Regions from separate parts of the Zea mays genome. Here region 1 is linked to region 2. The links are chromatin contacts, called in public Hi-C maps. All regions are on one chromosome and are shown on one strand. Each heading gives the region's core, a stretch centred on a gene start, on an enhancer-like site or on the middle of the called end of the contact. The rest is flanking DNA. Distances are from core to core; before and after follow the strand shown. Region 1 holds the start of pht2 (phosphate transporter protein2). Region 2 holds the start of LOC100217218.

Region 1 (4,418 bases), core at 1,754-4,253, 230 kb after region 2:
GGATAGTGAGAAAAAGCGAACGTAAAAGGCTTCCCTATCGGCCAATTCTCCTAATTGTGCTAGGAACTGGCCTAAGTGCTCACATGTACTCTTCCCACATTCATCAGAAAAATTGAAGAAATTCGGTTCCTAGTCCCTTGTGGGTATGTTGTAGAGTCAAATCGGTGGTTGTAAGGTTTCTAATAAGACGATCCTGAACTAGGCATGCTAATTCGTAGCCTGTCTCGAAATAATTCGGTTATTTCTTCCCGAATTTTATCCATAGTAGCCGGTGTGTAGGACCAGATCACGAAATGTGAAGCTCGAAAGGTCAGGTGTTGTTATGCCGGCTATATGTGTGAGGATAGTCTATGGTGCGTGGTGGTGGGAACCCTTCCCTATGCATCTGGTCGTACTCTGTCCTAGGTGTTGGAATGCTTCGGCTTTGGTGGACCAAAGGCGGGGGAGGTAATGCTGTTGTGGTGTAGAGTATGACTACATGTTGTCAGTATGGTGCCAATTTATGTACTGCATTCTAGACGGTCCGTGATAGGGCACCAGACGGTCAATGAAGTGCTAGATGGTCCATGTTAGGGCACCGGATGGTCTGAGGTGTAAGACAATCCATGATGGGCATTCGAACAGTCCATGATATAGGGTCGGGCAGTCCAAGATTAAACATGGGCGGTCCGGTCGTGTCCGGAGGTGCTATTGCGTCCATTTGATGTGAGGCAACGGTTGACCCGGGTATGAGTTCAGTGTCATACCATATAATGGTTGGGACTGTATTGGCCCATTTGTTGTCGATGTATCTAGCGAGGTTTCTACAATGACATCATGGGATAGAAAACTAGGAATAGTAGATTTTTCTAATGTACGTGTGAGCTTTTTAAGGGTTTCTTCTATCCCATCGTTACGTTGTTCCAACTGATCTCGTTGCTATAATTCTATAGAATGCTTAATAGATTGGTCACTGGAATTACTTACATCGCTGTCGTGGAGCAGAGACACGAGGGCGTTGAGCTTGATTTCTCGTTGCCTAATGATCTTCTGGTGTTGATCCACCGTGAAGTGCGCCATGAATTTCTCCTTCACTCCTTGCGCACTTGGGCGTGTCGTTGCAGCGCATGGTCATCCCATTGCTTCATGAGATTTTTGAACCGCTATTGTCCTTGGTTGGCATGCTTTCCATAGTCGGCTTAACGATGTTACTTGTGGAGACGTCGATGAGTAGCGTAATGGTTAAGACTTCCGAGTAGCACCTCTAGGTCATAGGTTCGATCCCCCTCGGGGACAATTTTCTGGCTTGGTAAAAAAATCCCCTTGTTGTGCCTCGCCCGCACCCGGGTTACGTCCTGCGCGCACCCTCTGGCTGGGCCGTTGTGGAATGGGCAGTGACAGTTCGCTAGTGATGGGGGCCAGGGTTCAGGGATTTTCTCGGCCGATACTATGTTTTGATCTCTTCTTAATATAATATTGGGAGGGCGATCTTTCTCTCCTCCACCGAGTTTGGATACATTGATATGATCTTTGGAACCAGCCATGTGGGGGGTCGATTTTTAGTAGATCTAAACACCCTTTTTCATAGTGGAGTCGCCAAAAAACATGTTGGCTCGCTTTTGGGGCGCCAAAAAACGTGAGGCGCGCAGATGGCTTTGTGGATCTCCTATAGAACCTAGATCTCGCCCTTGGAAGGGACCGCGTCAAGAGAGGAAAGATCCTAGGATTGTCTTGGTGTCGACAAGTCACCCAAGACGCCTATAAACGATGTAAAGTCGTAGAGAGGTGAACATTGAGATGAGGAAGACTAATCTAGACTAAATTACTGCTACTCCTAAGGCAAGAATGTAAAGGTAATGATAATAGATTAGTGTGATTAGTTGGATAAGCACACGCGGGAAAAGGACATTTCGATCGAGTTAATCTAATCGTGGACCATCCAAACTATACCCGCAGACTATTCAAGGCGCGGACCGTTCGGGCCACATAGTCGGACCGTCCGGTCGTGCCTGGGTGTCAAACTGTTCGGGACACGGGCCGTGTGGGTCACATAGACGGACCGTCCAGTCGTGTCCAGATGCCAAATATAGTGCTCAACATAATGTTTGCATGACCCAGAGAAGCTATGTTCTTGTAAACTTGTCAATGGTAGTTGAAGTTGAGAAATTCATGTTGCAACGATATCCACTGCTTTTCTAAGGCCAGTATCCGTTGAATTTGCTGCCTAGCGCTGCACGCTTAGGGGAGACGCCAAGTCGTCGACGATGATGTGTGCTGCTAGCTTTAGAGCATCTCCAAGAGACTAACTAAATAACTCGTCAAACCAAATTTTAGCTACTCAATAGTAAATTAAATCTCCAACAGACTAGCTATTTGACTAGCAAGTTATCTGACTCTGTAAATTGTCTCTCTCACTAGCTAAATTTGGTTAGCCACCTGACTAGCCAAACTAGATAGATAGTCTGTTGGGCTGAGATGCTATATATAGAGTGTAGTCTTTATGAAAATGTAAATAGATAGTCAAATAGAGAGAAAAAATGAAGAGTGGAGATGCTCTTAGCCTGCTACTGTATTCACAAGTACTAGCTGCGTCCACACCTCACACTCATCGTAGTAATCAACTGGATGTCTGGATGACGCCACACACGGGGTGAATTCAATTTCAAATTCAGACAATAGGAATCGACGTAAATAAAAATAAAAAAAGGATGAAAGCATCTTCTTTTCTGTTGTCAAACTGATTGTGATCGGTGCGGGCGCGCGAGCAACTCGAGCAAACGCGTGCGTGCGAGTACGGTCATGCCAGCCATGAGCCATCCCATTCCCATGCCCATCCCAGTCGTCGCCGGCCGCATGCAGGCAGGCTGACACAGTGACACCCGACTTCCTAGTCTAAACTAAACGGCGGGCGCCAGCGGCCAGCGGCCACCCACAAGCAGAGTAAAATATTCCGCCTAGGAGGATCCGCGGACCGAGCAGCAGACTGCATATATATCCGTGTCCGGCCGCGCCATTTGTGCACACCAACACCACCACGGACCACCGCGCTTGTCGTTGCATTGCAGGGCAGCTAGCCGGCTATAGCATCCGCCATGGCGCGCGGCGGGGACGGCCTGCAGGTGCTCAGCGCGCTGGACGCGGCGAAGACGCAGTGGTACCACTTCACGGCCATCATCGTCGCCGGCATGGGCTTCTTCACGGACGCCTACGACCTCTTCTGCATCTCCCTCGTCACCAAGCTGCTGGGGCGCATCTACTACACGGACACCAGCAAGGACAACCCGGGCTCGCTGCCGCCCAACGTCGCCGCGGCTGTCAACGGCGTCGCCTTCTGCGGCACGCTGGCCGGCCAGCTCTTCTTCGGCTGGCTCGGGGACAAGCTCGGGCGCAAGAGCGTGTACGGGATGACGCTCATGCTCATGGTCATCTGCTCCGTCGCGTCGGGCCTCTCGTTCGGCCACACGCCCACGGGGGTCATGGCCACGCTCTGCTTCTTCCGCTTCTGGCTCGGGTTCGGCATCGGCGGGGACTACCCGCTGTCGGCGACCATCATGTCCGAGTACGCCAACAAGAAGACCCGCGGCGCCTTCATCGCGGCCGTCTTCGCCATGCAGGGCTTCGGCATCCTCGCCGGCGGCATTGTCACGCTCGTCATCTCCGCCGCCTTCCGCGCGGGGTACCCGGCCCCGGCGTACAGGGACGACCACTTCAACTCCACCGTGCCGCAGGCCGACTACGTGTGGCGCATCATCCTCATCCTGGGCGCCGCGCCGGCGATGCTCACCTACTACTGGCGGATGAAGATGCCCGAGACGGCGCGCTACACCGCGCTCGTGGCCAAGAACGCCAAGCAGGCCGCGGCCGACATGTCCAGGGTGCTCCAGACGGAGATCGTCGACGAGCAGGAGAAGCTGGACGAGATGGTCACCGCCGAGAGCAACACCTTCGGCCTCTTCTCCAGGGAGTTCGCGCGCCGCCACGGGCTCCACCTCGTCGGCACCTCCACCACGTGGTTCCTGCTCGACATCGCCTTCTACAGCCAGAACCTGTTCCAGAAGGACATCTTCACCAGCATCAACTGGATCCCCAAGGCCAACACCATGAGCGCGCTGGAGGAGGTGTTCCGCATCTCCCGCGCCCAGACGCTCATCGCGCTCTGCGGCACCGTCCCGGGCTACTGGTTCACCGTCGCGCTCATCGACGTCGTCGGCCGCTTCGCCATCCAGCTGCTCGGCTTCTTCATGATGACCGTCTTCATGCTCGGCCTCGCCATCCCCTACCACCACTGGACCACGCCCGGCAACCACATCGGCTTCGTCGTCATGTACGCCTTCACCTTCTTCTTCGCAAACTTCGGCCCCAACAGCACCACCTTCATCGTGCCGGCCGAGATCTTCCCGGCGCGGCTGCGGTCCACATGCCACGGCATCTCCGCCGCC
Region 2 (4,413 bases), core at 89-2,588:
GTGAAGAAACGTATTTAGCACGGTTCTAAGTCTAAAAGATATGGTTTTACCATACAATCCACATAAATGAATTGTATCTCGAGGGTATGAATAAGATAAAAGACTTCGATACATTAGGTTGTATGACGGGCTTTTTTTTAGGTATATACAATATAGTATCTAGGTTGTACATGTCTAATTATTAGCTAGCCTTATTCGCCGATTTAAAGTCGTTACACAAAGATACTAATATTTTTATGTACCTTTAATTTGTTGTCCGACCAACTATTAGCAGGTGGATTTAAATGGCCTTTCGGCCTAAAAAAATACTAGTATGCATTATTATATTAGTAACCAGTTAATTTTTAGTGCTAATTAATCCAACAAGACCCGTTCGGTATTTTTTTAGAAACGTGCGTAACAATAAATCTATTGATATGGCTATATAATTCCATACAATAGTTTTCGAACACCTTCGATTTACAGGACGCAGAAGAGTTAAGCTAACTAGGGGCTAGGGCAGTACCATGAAAAAGAATCTTGGCCAAAAAAAAAAATCGTTTATCATTGGTTCAAGACAGAGGCCTGAATTATAATACTTCCATCTGACATCTCTATCCGGTAATGAAAACATGTGACATCGCCATTCATCAACCAGGCTTGGTGGATGGGTCAGCCTCAGCCACTGAGCCACAGACGTCACGAAACCTCACCAGGACCAGGCCATCCTGCCAATCATGGCCTCGGAATCTTGGATAAGGACACAACGGTCCCACACCGGCCCTCCCCCCAAACCTCCCCCAAACCAGGGCGGGCCGCGGGCGTCGTCGGCGAGCGCCTCACGGAAACCAGAGCCCACTGGTTTCTTTCCGTCCCTTTCCTCCTCCCACGGCGTCGAGGACGGCTGGGCTGCCATAAATATCCGGGCAGCGAACCTGCCATGTTGGCCTGGACACCGGCGGGCCCCGCGCGTCGGTGACGTGGGTGGATGGTCTGTCTGTCCATCATTCCATCTGCGCGTGCCGAGGACCGCGCGTGACAGCGACCCGCCGAGGATGGATATTTTTGGGATTTTTTTTCGTGGGACCCGCATGGGCACGTCGCAGCACGAAGTTATCTGCGCAACCTCTATCTAAAGAATGACAGATGGGACCACGTGGTTATTTGACCCCACCTTTCAGTGGTAAAACGTGGAGCGTCAGGTGTGCCGAGATGTGGGTGGGGCCCGTGGACCACTGCCGTGCGGGCTCACCCAAGGACACTGTTCCTCGTCGTCGCTCTCGCGGTCTCGCCCCCGGCGGCCCCCCACGAGTGTGGCAACAAAAGGGTCTCGGTTCGGAGTTGGACTCGGAGTCGGCCAGAACAATCCAGCGAGCTCGAAAAAAAGGGTACGAATAGGAACCCCAATCCAGGGCCGGAGGGCGAACGAACTCAAAAGCAAGCCGTTCCAGTCCAATCCGCCCCAGTCCAAATCTAATCGCCGGGTTTAGGCACAAGGGGCGGGACGCGGCGAGGTTTAGTCGGGGTTTGTTTTGTCCCTTCCGTGCGATTCTGCTCTCCGCGCGGGAGGCAAGTACTGACGGAAGCGAAGACCAAGGCGGAGGAGGGGGGTCCCCGGCGGTGGAAGTGGAACGCGCCGATGCGCAAGTTTCAGGACTCCATCAAGGCCCTCCAGGCCGACATCGATCACGCCAATGCGATGTGAGTCCTCCAGGGAGCGGGATTTCCTGTTCGCCCCCTTTCCCTTTGCTTGCTCACGTTAAAGGCGGAATCTTTTACTCTTCTTCGACGTTTTTGGATGACTGAATGACTTTTTTTTCGCGATGGCGGGGGTTGTTTGTTTGTGCGATGCGAGCAGGGCGTCGGAATTCCTGAGGGACTACGACGGCTCGGTCATCCAGATGCGGGTGGCGTACAGCGCCGTCGCGCATTTCCTCCTGCAGTGGACCGACTGCAAGCTCGCCGGCGCGCTCGGCCTCCTCAAGGTTATGCTATACAAGGTATCGCCGCCTTGCACCCTGCTAGCTCGTGCCCGTGCTCGATTAGGGTTTTCACTCCACGAGTTGGCTTGCTGAGTTGCCGTTTCTCCGGCAGGTGTGCGCGGACGGCTCGTCGGCGCTTCCTGATTGGGAGATGGAGGCCAGCATCAGGGAGTTCTACGGTAATTAACCCACCCCCTTCCTCTCTTCCTCGAACAACTAACTGTCGGTTCTGACGGCGTTGCGCAATGGCAGGCGTCATTTTCCCGTCGCTGCTGCAGCTTCCGAGTGGCATCACCGAGCTGGACGACAGGAAGCAGAGGAAGCTCTGCCTGAAGAAATTCAGGAGCAGGGATGAGCAGCTCTCGGAGGTGGACACGGAGAGGGAGCTCGAGTGCGGGATCTGCCTCGAGGTTAGCCCCAAGGTCGTGCTGCCCGACTGTGCCCACATGCTCTGCATGCGGTGCTTTGAGGATTGGTAATATCTCTTTTCTCCTAGCTTAAAATCTTTGGCCGAGTCCATAAGCGTGCATGAAGTTTGATTTTTTTATGTTCCACATTTACACAAATTTGGTCATGTTAGCTTATGGATGGCAAAGTACTATTTCTCACGGGTTCTGAAGCAGAATTACAGTCAAGTACTTCTCGTGGGTTCTAAAGCATAATGTTTTCTGAAGCAGAATGTTGAAACTCTGGATTGGGGAACATGGGAAATTTGTTTTTAGTGGAATTATATTTCTTTATGAAGTGCTGTTTTCTTTTTTTCTTTTTTGAAAATTGGTGTCACCGTTTTTTTTGAATGAGGCAATTTCAGTGTAGGTGGTCGGTTTGGAGCCTTTTGAGTGTCAGATGGTCTATCTCTACATCTCTAGTCATTTGACAGAATTTTAAGTTCTTGATTCAGGCTGTTCATCAAAGCAACTTGAACTGAAAATACCATTATTATGCTAGGAAAGAGTAGGGAGCTTTCTATCGAATCAGTAGTCTGCTTCCGAGTTGGTAACTTGGTACCACAAGGAGCAGTTATGGCTGGAGCATCACTTTCATTTTGGTTGCATGATGACTCTCGTCAGAACAGCAAACCCCTGCATTTTTTGTGTTATACTGCCTCCATCCTTTCATAATTGACGCCAAACAGTACGGAAATGAACTACAAAACCTCAAATAGAAAAAAATTATGGAGGGAGTACCATGGGTGCAGCGGTAATATTTATCTTGACCTTGTCGTTTAAGATTCAAGTTGTAGTTTTTTTTTCTTCTTCAAAAGATTCAATGTATATAGTCGGTTAGTAGCAGATGAAGCGGTCTGATGAAATCTGGTTTAATGGCACTTCCATTCAGCTCACCTCTTTGTTGGGTCAGGATAAGCTTGGCTCTCTCTTTTCCAGTCTTTATCTTCCACTGGATATTTTGTGCTTTACTAGAGATAATCTTCCACTCCCTTCAGCCAATATTTGACTACACCCTAGATATTTTGTGCTTTGGATGCATCATCATCATCATCATCAAGCCTGACAAATCTGACCTTTCCATTACCCGTGCTCCCAACCTATCATATTCATACCATTCACTCAAACAATCTGTATCGAAGCTATTATAAGTGATGATGATCCTAATGGTGGGCCGGGGTCGTCATAACACAAGTTCGTTCGCTCTTTGCACTACAGGAACGAGAAATCGAAGTCCTGCCCCTTCTGTCGCGCCTGCCTGGAGGAGGTGAAGCCGGGCAGCCTGTGGATATACACCGACGACAGCGACGTGGTGGACACGGATACCTTGACTAGGGAGAACATCAGGCGGCTGTTCATGTACATAAATAAGCTGCCACTTGTAGTCCTACATGTAGTTGACCTTGACGTTTACAAGTACCGCATCAAGTAAAATGCAACTGATTCTTGGTGATGTGCCAGTTGTTTAAGTTGTGGTTCATGTGATGGTGTTGTAGGGGTGTGTTCCTTGCCCAGGGCCGTGTGAGACTGAGCCCGTGGTGAGCGGGGAAGTTGTGTGAGCCCATGGATGCCCCAGGGCCGCAAATAGAGCGCGTTAGTGATGTGAAGGCACTTCGGGATCAAACAGTGGTGGAGGATGAGTCAAAAACAAGGTATGGCGAAGTTAAAAATGTATATGACAATATAAAAAAAATCTAGGTAGAAGCAAATGCGACAATAAATTACTGTATAAAATAACGGATAGAGCATCGCAAATTGCAATAGGTGCCTCTCATCCGTGCATTGGCATTGCTCTTTCCGTTTGGATCCATTCTTACTCAACTACTTTCACTAAATCACCGAGCCTCCTTAATTTACTCAATTACTCAAGCTAGCGTGATGGATGACATCTGCTCGTGACCTCGTGTTTGCCCCTAGGTCCTAGCTGCATCTCGGCTATGTCTATACATGTTGCTCAGCTCTGCTCGGCCCCTACACGTCTACAACGTATGGGATTCAGCCTTTGG

The links. A called contact is a pair of places that touch in the nucleus more often than the background predicts.
Region 1: a contact with region 2 is called in a Hi-C map of leaf, with 8 times the contacts expected there. The contact joins the promoter of pht2 here to the promoter of LOC100217218 in region 2. A contact is called at or near these places in 4 of 25 Hi-C or Micro-C datasets (bundle sheath, ear, leaf and 1 more).

What each region holds. Positions count from the first base shown.
Region 1 is chr1:242,285,488-242,289,905 of Zm-B73-REFERENCE-NAM-5.0, forward strand. It overlaps pht2 (phosphate transporter protein2), which reads left to right and starts at 3,004. Exons shown (of 1, transcript NM_001112346.2): 1 at 3,004-4,418. The coding sequence starts at 3,072.
Region 2 is chr1:242,060,709-242,065,121 of Zm-B73-REFERENCE-NAM-5.0, forward strand. It overlaps LOC100217218, which reads left to right and starts at 1,339. Exons shown (of 5, transcript NM_001366163.1): 1 at 1,339-1,680; 2 at 1,838-1,979; 3 at 2,074-2,140; 4 at 2,214-2,436; 5 at 3,626-3,860. The coding sequence starts at 1,619. The coding sequence ends at 3,839.